3 separate regions of the Bos taurus genome follow, and regions 1 and 2 are each linked to region 3. Evidence: chromatin contacts called from public Hi-C data. All regions are on one chromosome and are shown on one strand. The core of a region is the stretch at or near the end of the contact, and the rest is flanking DNA. Distances in the headings are between cores, read along the strand shown. Region 1 holds the start of ARRDC3 (arrestin domain containing 3). Region 2 overlaps ADGRV1 (adhesion G protein-coupled receptor V1). Region 3 overlaps ADGRV1 (adhesion G protein-coupled receptor V1).

Region 1 (2,993 bases), core at 111-2,610, 250 kb before region 3:
AAAGAATATTTGGTTATGTATACATAATTTGAGATTCATATTCTTTTCTCCCCATTTCTCTCTTACAGGTAATTTCATTGATTCCATACAATCTAGATGATTTTATGCTGTTAAGCCTTGCTTCCCAGTGTGATACAGGAAAGCACTCCAATTTGTTAGCAAAACATTCTCAATAAAGAGACAAATGTACTTGTCCTTAAGATAGATGTATTATGTGAATTATTATGTTGAACTGTCCAAAGCTGAAAATCAAAATTAAACCTTCACAGAATTAAGTCCTAGTTATATAACAAATCATTCTTTTTTAAAAACCATCCTCTGGGCTTCACTAACTTCTAACAATGATTTTTCAATGCTGCTGTAAACATTATGTCAGCTAAAACACTATGTCATGCTGCTTTTATAAGGTGGTACATTTTTAGGCCAAATCCTATTCTTAACCCTCTGGACACAGGAGTTACAATCATGTCATACCCTGCAAATCTAGCTGTAGGTGGTGTCTCAAAAAAAGGATGGCTTCTTCCTTCAAGGAAGTGGTCAAACCTTTTTTCCCCTGGTGTCATCAAGCAAACATCTTGGTTGTTTTTCATTGCTATCGAATTAAGAGATGGAAGAGAAAGCAGTGGAGGAGAAAGCAAAATATAATGATTAAATTATAGATGCTTCTTTTCCTTGCTCCTTATTGCAATCTCTTAAGGTCTCGACTGGGTCATTTCCACCCTGCCTACAAGGCACTGGTCTTAAAAAAAAAAAAAAACCCAAGCCAAGAATGCTCTTGTCTACTGAACATTATCTCTTCTCTGGTTTTTATTACATTTTCTTTTGAAATTCGTTAAGATTATGCTCAGCGACCAGCCCTTGCCCAACCGGTTTCTCCCCTTCCCCCATCTCTCTACACACATCACTTTTTCCTCCTCCCATCCAGGCAAGTGGGCAAAACCCTGCAGGGCCGGGAACGCACGCTTCGGGCCGGTCACTCAGCAGTTTTATCCTTACTGGCCTTGGCAAACAGCTCCCCCCCAAAACCTTGTTCCCCGGTGGCCCCCTCGGCCATCATCTTTCTACTAGAGTGTGCTCAATTAGGGACTCCGGCTAGCACATCGAGAGTTTACGGTAGCCTGCCTACCAATAGGAGGCCACAATGCAGAGAAGTCTGGTTCAGCCTCCCGGCAGCCCCAGTGTCGTCCTCCCGTGGCTTTCACCTACTGTACCCGCGAGCGAGCAAACGAGCCAGGGAGCGAGCCGGGCGCGGGAGGGGGCGCGCTGGGAGGGCCGACAGCAGCCGCGGCGTGCGCATGCGCACCGGGGTTGTTTTTCACAAAGCTCCTCTTAAAGTGAGCTGGCAGCTTCCAGCCGCCCGTCTTTGTAAGGAGACCACTGAGACTCGCAGAAGCGCGGAGCAGCCAGCAGCCTCTGTGCTGCCCCGACTTTTTAAGAAATCTCAATGAACTATTTGTAAAGAAGCGCTGATCTGCCTGCAAGCTTTTTGCACGGCAAAGACATCGATCAGTGTTAAGTGAGGATCACATCATATATGTGATCTTGACTTTTTTGTCTTACATTATATTTTTTATAGATTTTGTTATAAACATGGTGCTGGGAAAGGTAAAGAGTTTGACAATAAGCTTTGACTGTCTTAATGACAGCAATGTCCCTGTGTATTCTAGTGGGGATACAGTCTCAGGAAGGGTGAATTTAGAAGTTACGGGGGAAATCAGAGTAAAATCTCTTAAAATTCATGCAAGAGGACATGCGAAAGTACGCTGGACCGAATCGAGAAACGCCGGCTCCAATACTGCCTACACACAGAATTACACTGAAGAAGTAGAATATTTCAACCATAAAGACATCTTAATTGGACACGAAAGAGGTAAGTTGTTTTTTGTTTTTTTTTTTTTAACATTGGTAAGAAATTATTAGACCTTTCTTTGCAAAGTACCTTTTCAATTTTTCTGAGTTAATGTAATCCTGCTCCTAGCATAACATATAGCAGTTTGATAAAGGTTAGCAAAGTTAGAAGATTTGGATTCTCCTTGACATTCATCGTGTGTTAAGCCGTAACGCATGCAGGCATCTGCAAAGTGACTGCAAACTGCACTTATTCAACTACCTCTATACCCGGCTTGGTTTGTGCCATACGCATTTGGAATCCATTTCAACCTTACATATAAATTATGCTTAAAACCGATTCAGTAATTTTACTTTTATATTTTCAAATGAATTGCTAAAGGCTGCAGTCCAATATTAGATTTTTCCCTTATACGCTGCAACCTGACATCTTAAAAACTAAGCTTCAATGAATAACACTTTAAAGTGGGTTAATAGGTGTATTTCATTTTTTAATATTGACACGCAAAAGACTTTTAGAGAATTGACCGTAGTTCTTTGATAAAGGGTTTCTGTGGCTTATTTTGACATATGGTATCAACACCCCACGTGTTTTTTCCCTATTCTTTCCAATTCCTTCAGAAATTTACATCAGGCGTTCTCTGTTTTAAAGGACAGCACCAATCATGACGATGTGTTAAAAATCAGTTTTAGAAGCCATTTAGGGTCAGAAATTTTCTTTTCCGAGCATCATGCCGAACTTTGGAACGTGGATTCAATGAAACCCCTGCCAGTCAAATGGAATTGAAAAGTATTCGGCTCATTGGATTTGATTTTTGGTTAGAAAAGGAAGATAAAGGGTTGTCAAAGGGAAAGGGGGTCCTGAGATTTCCAATCTATTGTTTAAATGGTTACATTGTGGAAATATAGGAGACTCTAAGCTTGTTTTTCTAAGTTTCCACCCTTTGTTAGAAGCGGTTCAATCCTGTTTCGGACCAGTTCTGGGGGGTGGTGAGGAGGGGCGCTTGTTCTGCTCTCAGCAGATTGGTTACACGCGTCAGGTGGTGGCGATGACTTAATTCCTAGCCCAAGAAGAATATAATGTGAAAACTGGTTATGTAATTTTGTGCTTCTCCTTTTTAATGCAGTATTTAGTTCGAATGTTG
Region 2 (3,004 bases), core at 221-2,720, 220 kb after region 3:
ACTCCCTGGACTGTAGCCTGACACAGTCCTCTGTCCATGGAAATTTCCAGGCAAGAATATTGAACTGGGTTGCCATTTCCTACTCCAGAGGATCTTCCTGATCCAGAGATCGAACCCACGTCTCTTGCATTGGCAGGCAGATTCTTTACCACCACGCCACTTGGGAAACTCCCATGCTTAGGCCATGCAAACAAACAAAAACAAATAATCAGGGGGGGGAAAAAACTCAAACATTTTGCCCCAGTTAAGTTTATTAATCACAGTAAATGCAGTTCTATCTTATCGCATGTTTTCTATGAGGAAACTTCTGTTCTTTTTTTAGATTTGGAGAACTGCTTTTCCTGACAGAACCCCCAGAACTGAGAACCCTGAACTGCAAACCTGTCCTTTGTCCTAGCTGTTTACCAGCCTTATCAGGGCACACGTGGGTTGGCAATGTGATTCTAAGATAAAAATTTCAAAGATATAATTAGATGTTTTTCCGAGAAATAGCACCCAGTGCCATGAAAATGTGTTTGCTCTCTTCTCCTTCAAGCTTGAAGATAATGGTCTCACGATTTCTCGTCCTTCTTTCAGATGAACGAGAAACATTAACTCGGCACTGAAGGAAAAGCACATACTTTAAAAGTAAACAATAAGGAAAACTCAGACTGGATCTCAAAGCTTCCCTGACACTTCAATAAACAGTTTCCTGTAGCAACTCACTTCTCAAAGCTTATAACAACATAAATATAACGAAAATAATGTTATGCCCCTGAATTTAACTATAAATGGTAAGTGATAGAAAGATATAGTCTACTTACTGAAAAGTAAGTAGAGAAGAAAGTATTGGTTGCTCAGTCATGTCCGACTTTGTGTGACCCCATGGACTGTAGCCTGCCAGGCCCCTTCGCCATGGGATTCTCCAGGCAAGAATACTGGAGTGGGTTGCCAAGACCTTCTCCAGGGGATCTTCCTGACCCAGGGATCAAACCCAAGTCTCCTGGGCTGCAGGCAGATTCTTTACCGTCTGAGCCACCAAGGAGGCCAGGGAAGTCCAAGTTAGTGATGCATAAGCTTTGTCACAGTACCTTTCAGACTCATTAGCTCAATTCTGAACAAAGGAGATAAAAGATGAGAGCTAGAAAATTACAAATGCCTATTTTCTAAGCTGCAGTAGAATACTCTTTAGCCCAGTGAAAGAAGTGCTGAGAAAAAAAATCTCAAGTTTTCTACTGAACTCCATCTTTCAGTTCAGTTAGGTATGCTCGGTCATGTCCGACTCCTTGTGACCCCACGGACTGTAGGTAACCCACCAGGCTCCTCTGTCCATGGAATTTTCTAGTCAAGAATATCAGACTGGGTTGCCATTTCCTACTCCAAGGAGATCTTCCAGACCCAGGGATCAAACTCACATCTTCTGAATCTCCTACGCTGGCAGGCAGATTCAAATTCCATCTTTGCTAGAGACCAAAAACCAGTTTTGGGAGGAAAAGAAAAATCGTCTACTGCCACCTGCTGGTAATTTATAGTCAGTGGTTCTCAAAGATGCTTGAATGGCATAAATTCCAGGTTAAAGCAGAATCTTTTGCCTTGTAAAGCAAAACTATTAGATACAATATATATTTCTAGATCTGATATTTCTAGAAGCAGAGACAGACTCACATTCTCCTCCTGCTGACTGACTCCCTCACTGACACACTGTCCTGAGAGGAAGTCAGAGGCCATGACATTTCCATTCTGCCCTTTCGCACAAAAGTCATTCAACTTAGGCCAGAAGTAAAGACTAAAACCAAACGGTCTTGGAGACCTGCCTGCAAAAGATTCACAACTCAAACTCTTGAGGCCATCTAGAGAAATTTTATTCTTTTAGCCAAAGAACCACAGGTCAAACTGTATTTTTTTAAGACTTCTCTGCTGCTGCTGCTGCAGCTAAGTCGCTTCAGTCGTGTCCGACTCTGTGCGACCCCATGGACTGCAGCCTACCAGGCTTCTCCGTCCATGGGATTCTCCAGGCAAGAACACTGGAGTGGGTTGCCATTTCCTTCTCCATTAAGACTTCTCTACAAGAATATGAACCTTAAGTTGACAGAAGATCCAAATGAGAGATCTAAGAAAGGACCTGGACCCCTCTACCCCCCTGCAACTGGCAAGATTCTATAACTACAGATATAAACATGATTTTAAAATCCATAAAAGAAAAGGCAGGCCCAAGTTCCTACAGTCAGTTCCATTTCTATTTTTGGAGAATCTAAGGAATTTTCAAAGGCTTAGCTAAAAGGTGTTAAGGGAGAAAATTATTCTCTTTATTTTAGAGAGTATATTTAAAAATCAAAGTAGATGGGTAAAACATTTTGAGGAAAGAGAACTTTCTATCAAAAACCTATCAACAATCCTCCTGCCAAAAATAAACTACGGACATTATTTTTTAGTTATTCCATGTCACAAGTCAAACAGTGTGGGGTTTTCATGCCACACTGTTTTATCTCTTCTAAAAATATGGTGAAAAACATGGATTTGACTAACCACTTTCTCCAAAATTAACGTTAAGTGCAATGTGAATCAGAAGGCAACATCCCAAGATATAAATCCTGAGTCTTCTTTTTCACATCCCTAGACATGAGCAAATTTGTCTGCTAGGACACTGAAGACTTGTCTGTAATTCTATGGTTCTATAATTAAGACTTGTACAAACTCTGCTGCCAAAAAATCACCAGAGTGGGTGGTGAATACAGCCAAGTAAACGCTAATTATGGAAGGCGGGTTTTCTAAGATCTTAAATACAAGAAGCAAAGGCAAGATCAGACAGCTAAGATAGTTACCAAGGCAATATAAATAGCCTCGTCAAACTCAATGGAAGCCCCTCTTTGGTAACAGCTGTTACCTCTCATAGTTCATAGGTACTTTAAAAGCACAATCTGGGATCTTCTACTTAGAATTCAGCAGTTAATTGTCCCCTAGAAAAAGAGTGTTATGAAATTTGCTCATGTCATTTTCACTCCTGGGAGTAAAAAGGCAAGAGAAA
Region 3 (3,366 bases), core at 242-2,741:
CCACTGTATCTTGATTCCCTTTCATTAGCCTGCTTACTAAAACATTGGTTAGTTTTACCAAAGTCTCCCAAATCTCACCAACTCCACTGCATATTCCCCAGGACTTTCTCCTGATGTAATTTCCATGTTGACCAAAGGAGTCAGTGCCCAGCCATGTACCTGAGTGAAGATCTCTAGGAGACGTGGCTCTCTAACACCTGGTGCATGCTAAGTCACTTCAGTCGTGTCTGACTCTGTGTGACCCTATGGACTGCAGCCCGCCAGGCTCCTCTGTCCATGGGATTCTCCAGGCAAGAATACTGGAGTGGGTTGCCATGCCCTCCTCCAGAGAATCTCCCCGATCCAAGGATCGAACTTGGGTCTCTTACGTCTCCTCTGTTGGCAGGTGGGTTCTTTATCATTGGCACCACCTGGGGAGCCCCCAACTCCTACATTTAAGTGTCGAAACCAAATTGCATCAATGTTTATCTCTATAATGTTCTCAAAGCTGTCTGTCGCCTATCTCTATTCTCAGGCTCACTCCCGAACAGTATAGGCTGGAATATGACAACAGCTTTCCTGCCTGGAGCGCTCTGCTTTTCAACACCCTCCTAAACATTTCCAGCTATCCTTCTAAAGAGTAGGTATGAGCATGTCATTCCTATCCCAAATTTTTAAAAATGCCCCAAATTTAAAAAACAAAAAACTCAACTTTGACAGTTTCCCTTTACCTAAAGGCTGAAGTTTATCATCCCATTCTGAGCATGGAAACATGGCAATTAAGACAACCCAGCCTTCTGTCTCCTCTCCCACCACAACTTTTCTAGCTGCATAAACTTTCTTCCTTCCCTACATGTAGGCAAGACTAACCACGTTTCCATTCTGCAGCCTAGTCTAATACTGTACTCTCTGCCTGAAATACCCAACTATGTCTCCTTGTCACTTATGGGACTTCCCTATAGCTCAGATGGTAAAGAATCCGCCTGCAATGCAGAAGACCCAGGTTCAATCCCTGGGTTGGGAACATCCCCTGGAGAAGAAATGGCAACCCACTCCAGTATTCTTGCCTGGAGAATCCCATGGACAGAGGGGCCTCACGGGCTACAGTCCAAGGGGTTGCATAGAGTCGGACATGATTAAGCGCCTGACACACAAAGGTGACACTAACTAGAGTGGGTAAAATGAATGAGATATCTCGAGTATAACATCCAAAGAGGGCAACGTCTACTCAGGACTTGAAAATTGCTGCCATACAAAGACTGCCATTAAAGAAAAGCCAGACATTCAGGTTTTGATGTGAAATTTTAAAATTGAGAAAACATTAAAAAAAATTTTTTTTAAACCCTGTCCTGTGTACCACTGTGTGTTCACCAAACAAAACACATCTGTAGGCTGTCAGTGTAGACTTTGGTATTAGTTCTGTTAGGCCCAGGGATTCAAAGGTGACCAAGACAGGGCCTCTGACCTGAGTGGCTAATCTCTGGGGCTCAGCTCAAACACTAGCCCGGGCAGGAGCAAACAAGTCCTCCACTCTGCTCTCATAACACTGTGTTTACATGGCACCTGCCACAGTATACCCTTACAGCTGATTGTTTGCTTACTCCCTGAATCATCAGACCCTAGAGGAGCAGGGCTGTCATCTTCGTCCTCGTAATGGCAGCACTGGCATCACTGTGCCAGTACTGGGTACTCGATTATAACTCTATTGAGAGATGTCTGTATGTCAACTTGTATCAACCTGATTCCAAATGTTTAAGCTACTTTGTATTTTTCCCCTCCCTAAATTGATATTCTGATCTGATTAGGCACCGCCTTGTTAAATATGATCTCATTAATGAACCTGTCTCAGAAAAAGCAAACTTAAATATGGTTTGAGTCATACTTCAGTTGTGTGTTATAATCCTAATATTTTCTCTACAGAGGTTTTTTTATAAGATGGTGATCCAAACAAGGGCTGTTTAGAGAAATCCTTGATAAATTCAAGAGACTGCTTGAGTCTACAAGCAAATCTTTTTACTTTGGAAAATAAGAAAAAAAAATGAGTTCATTTGTTCCATTTGCTAATTTCAGGGTGCAACTTTTTTTCCATTTAACAAAAGCACAAAAAAGTCAGTTTTAATTTTTGTTAGTTATATAATTCCTAGTTATGCTATCCAAACATGTTCACAAAGCTAACTTAAGCTAGGCATTGCCAGACTTGGAGGATGTCAATCATTTTCAGTGAACCAAAACACCAAGTATCAGACTTAATAGGGAACTGCTTGACCATCATTGTTATTTCACTCTCAGCTGATCTAATTTTTAGACACAAACCCAGTCCAAATATATGCATGTGCCCTAGATAGCTGCCATCTGTAAAGTTTATAAACATCAATCCCGCTGAAAAAGAAACATGTTTTTGTAGTTACTTAGGTGTTGTCAAAATGAAGGAGGGTAAAAAGATTTTATGTCTTTCTATTTGTATAACCAGCAAGTTAGACGGAGAAGGCAATGGCAACCCACTCCAGTGTTCTTTCCTGGAGAATCCCAGGGACGGGGGAGCCTGGTGGGCTGCTGTCTATGGGGTCGCACAGAGTCAGATACAACTGAAGCGACTTAGCAGCAGCAGCCAGTTAGAAGCCCGGCCATATTTAAGGTGTTAAAAAAGTTTAACACAATCTTTACCACTTTGATCTAACACTCTGCATGATGTTTTGTGCATATGAATTCACTTCTGTGTGGATGCTTGATTCCTGGATGTTGAAACTCCACGCCTTGTGTTCACTAGGACACGTGTGTGCTGTAACCCAACCGTGAGGCTTACCTGCAGGCTGTTGAAAATGACGAACAGAACCAACATCCAGAAGAGTCTGTAAGCCATGTGCAGGCCTCCCCAAAGCCATGTCATCGAAATCAGGGCAAAGAGATACAAAACCAGTGGAATTTCTAGACACCATAAAAGAAAAAGAATTTTTGAACTTGAGAATACTCCATAATCATACATATACACAAAATTATTTTTAGCTCCTTCTTGGAGATACCCCCTGTGCCCAAGTACCTGTTTTGCAAGAACAACCTTGGAAATCCCATTCTTAGGGATTCCAGAGAAGAGGAGGGAACATTGCTGAGTCTACATTCCTTCTGCTCTCTCTCTGCCCTCCAAGGCTGGAGAAGGATGAGACCTGTTCCTCTCCTAGACTACCACCTGCTGGCCTGTTCAGGAAGCGCCGGAGACGCACTCACATTTCGATCCCAGGAAAGGCCCGGTATATAAACCTGCTCACAAGCGCTCTCCGTCAGAAAATGGCAGGCAGCAGCGTGCTTCCAAAATTACAGCAGCCTACCTAGTCTAACGTTTTGAAACATTAATGAACTTGTTTGTATGTAATGGAAACATATGTATTCATC

Evidence for each region. Hi-C and Micro-C count contacts between places; a contact is called where the count stands out from the background.
Region 1: a contact with region 3 is called in a Hi-C map of liver, with 2.3 times the contacts expected there. The contact joins the promoter of ARRDC3 here to the enhancer-like site in region 3. A contact is called at or near these places in 5 of 11 Hi-C or Micro-C datasets (liver, skeletal muscle, skin fibroblasts and 1 more).
Region 2: a Hi-C map of liver shows a contact between it and region 3, with 4 times the contacts expected there. The contact joins two enhancer-like sites. A contact is called at or near these places in 2 of 11 Hi-C or Micro-C datasets (liver and skeletal muscle).

Annotation. Positions count from the first base shown.
Region 1 is chr7:90,851,987-90,854,979 of ARS-UCD2.0, reverse strand. It overlaps ARRDC3 (arrestin domain containing 3), which reads left to right and starts at 1,360. Exons shown (of 8, transcript NM_001076257.2): 1 at 1,360-1,870. The coding sequence starts at 1,591.
Region 2 is chr7:90,377,102-90,380,105 of ARS-UCD2.0, reverse strand. The region is part of intron 83 of ADGRV1 (adhesion G protein-coupled receptor V1); the gene reads right to left. Among named protein-coding and RNA genes, the nearest start is that of MIR2464, 13 kb to the left of the region's middle. Within about 2 kb of position 1,470, at least 4 of the 102 cell types and tissues checked have an H3K27ac peak or open chromatin away from gene starts, as enhancers often do. A contact at or near this core is called in liver, where this site is marked.
Region 3 is chr7:90,598,231-90,601,596 of ARS-UCD2.0, reverse strand. ADGRV1 (adhesion G protein-coupled receptor V1) reads right to left here. Exons shown (of 90, transcript XM_010807603.4): 87 at 2,783-2,904. Among named protein-coding and RNA genes, the nearest start is that of MIR2464, 210 kb to the right of the region's middle. Within about 2 kb of position 1,491, at least 6 of the 102 cell types and tissues checked have an H3K27ac peak or open chromatin away from gene starts, as enhancers often do. A contact at or near this core is called in liver, where this site is marked.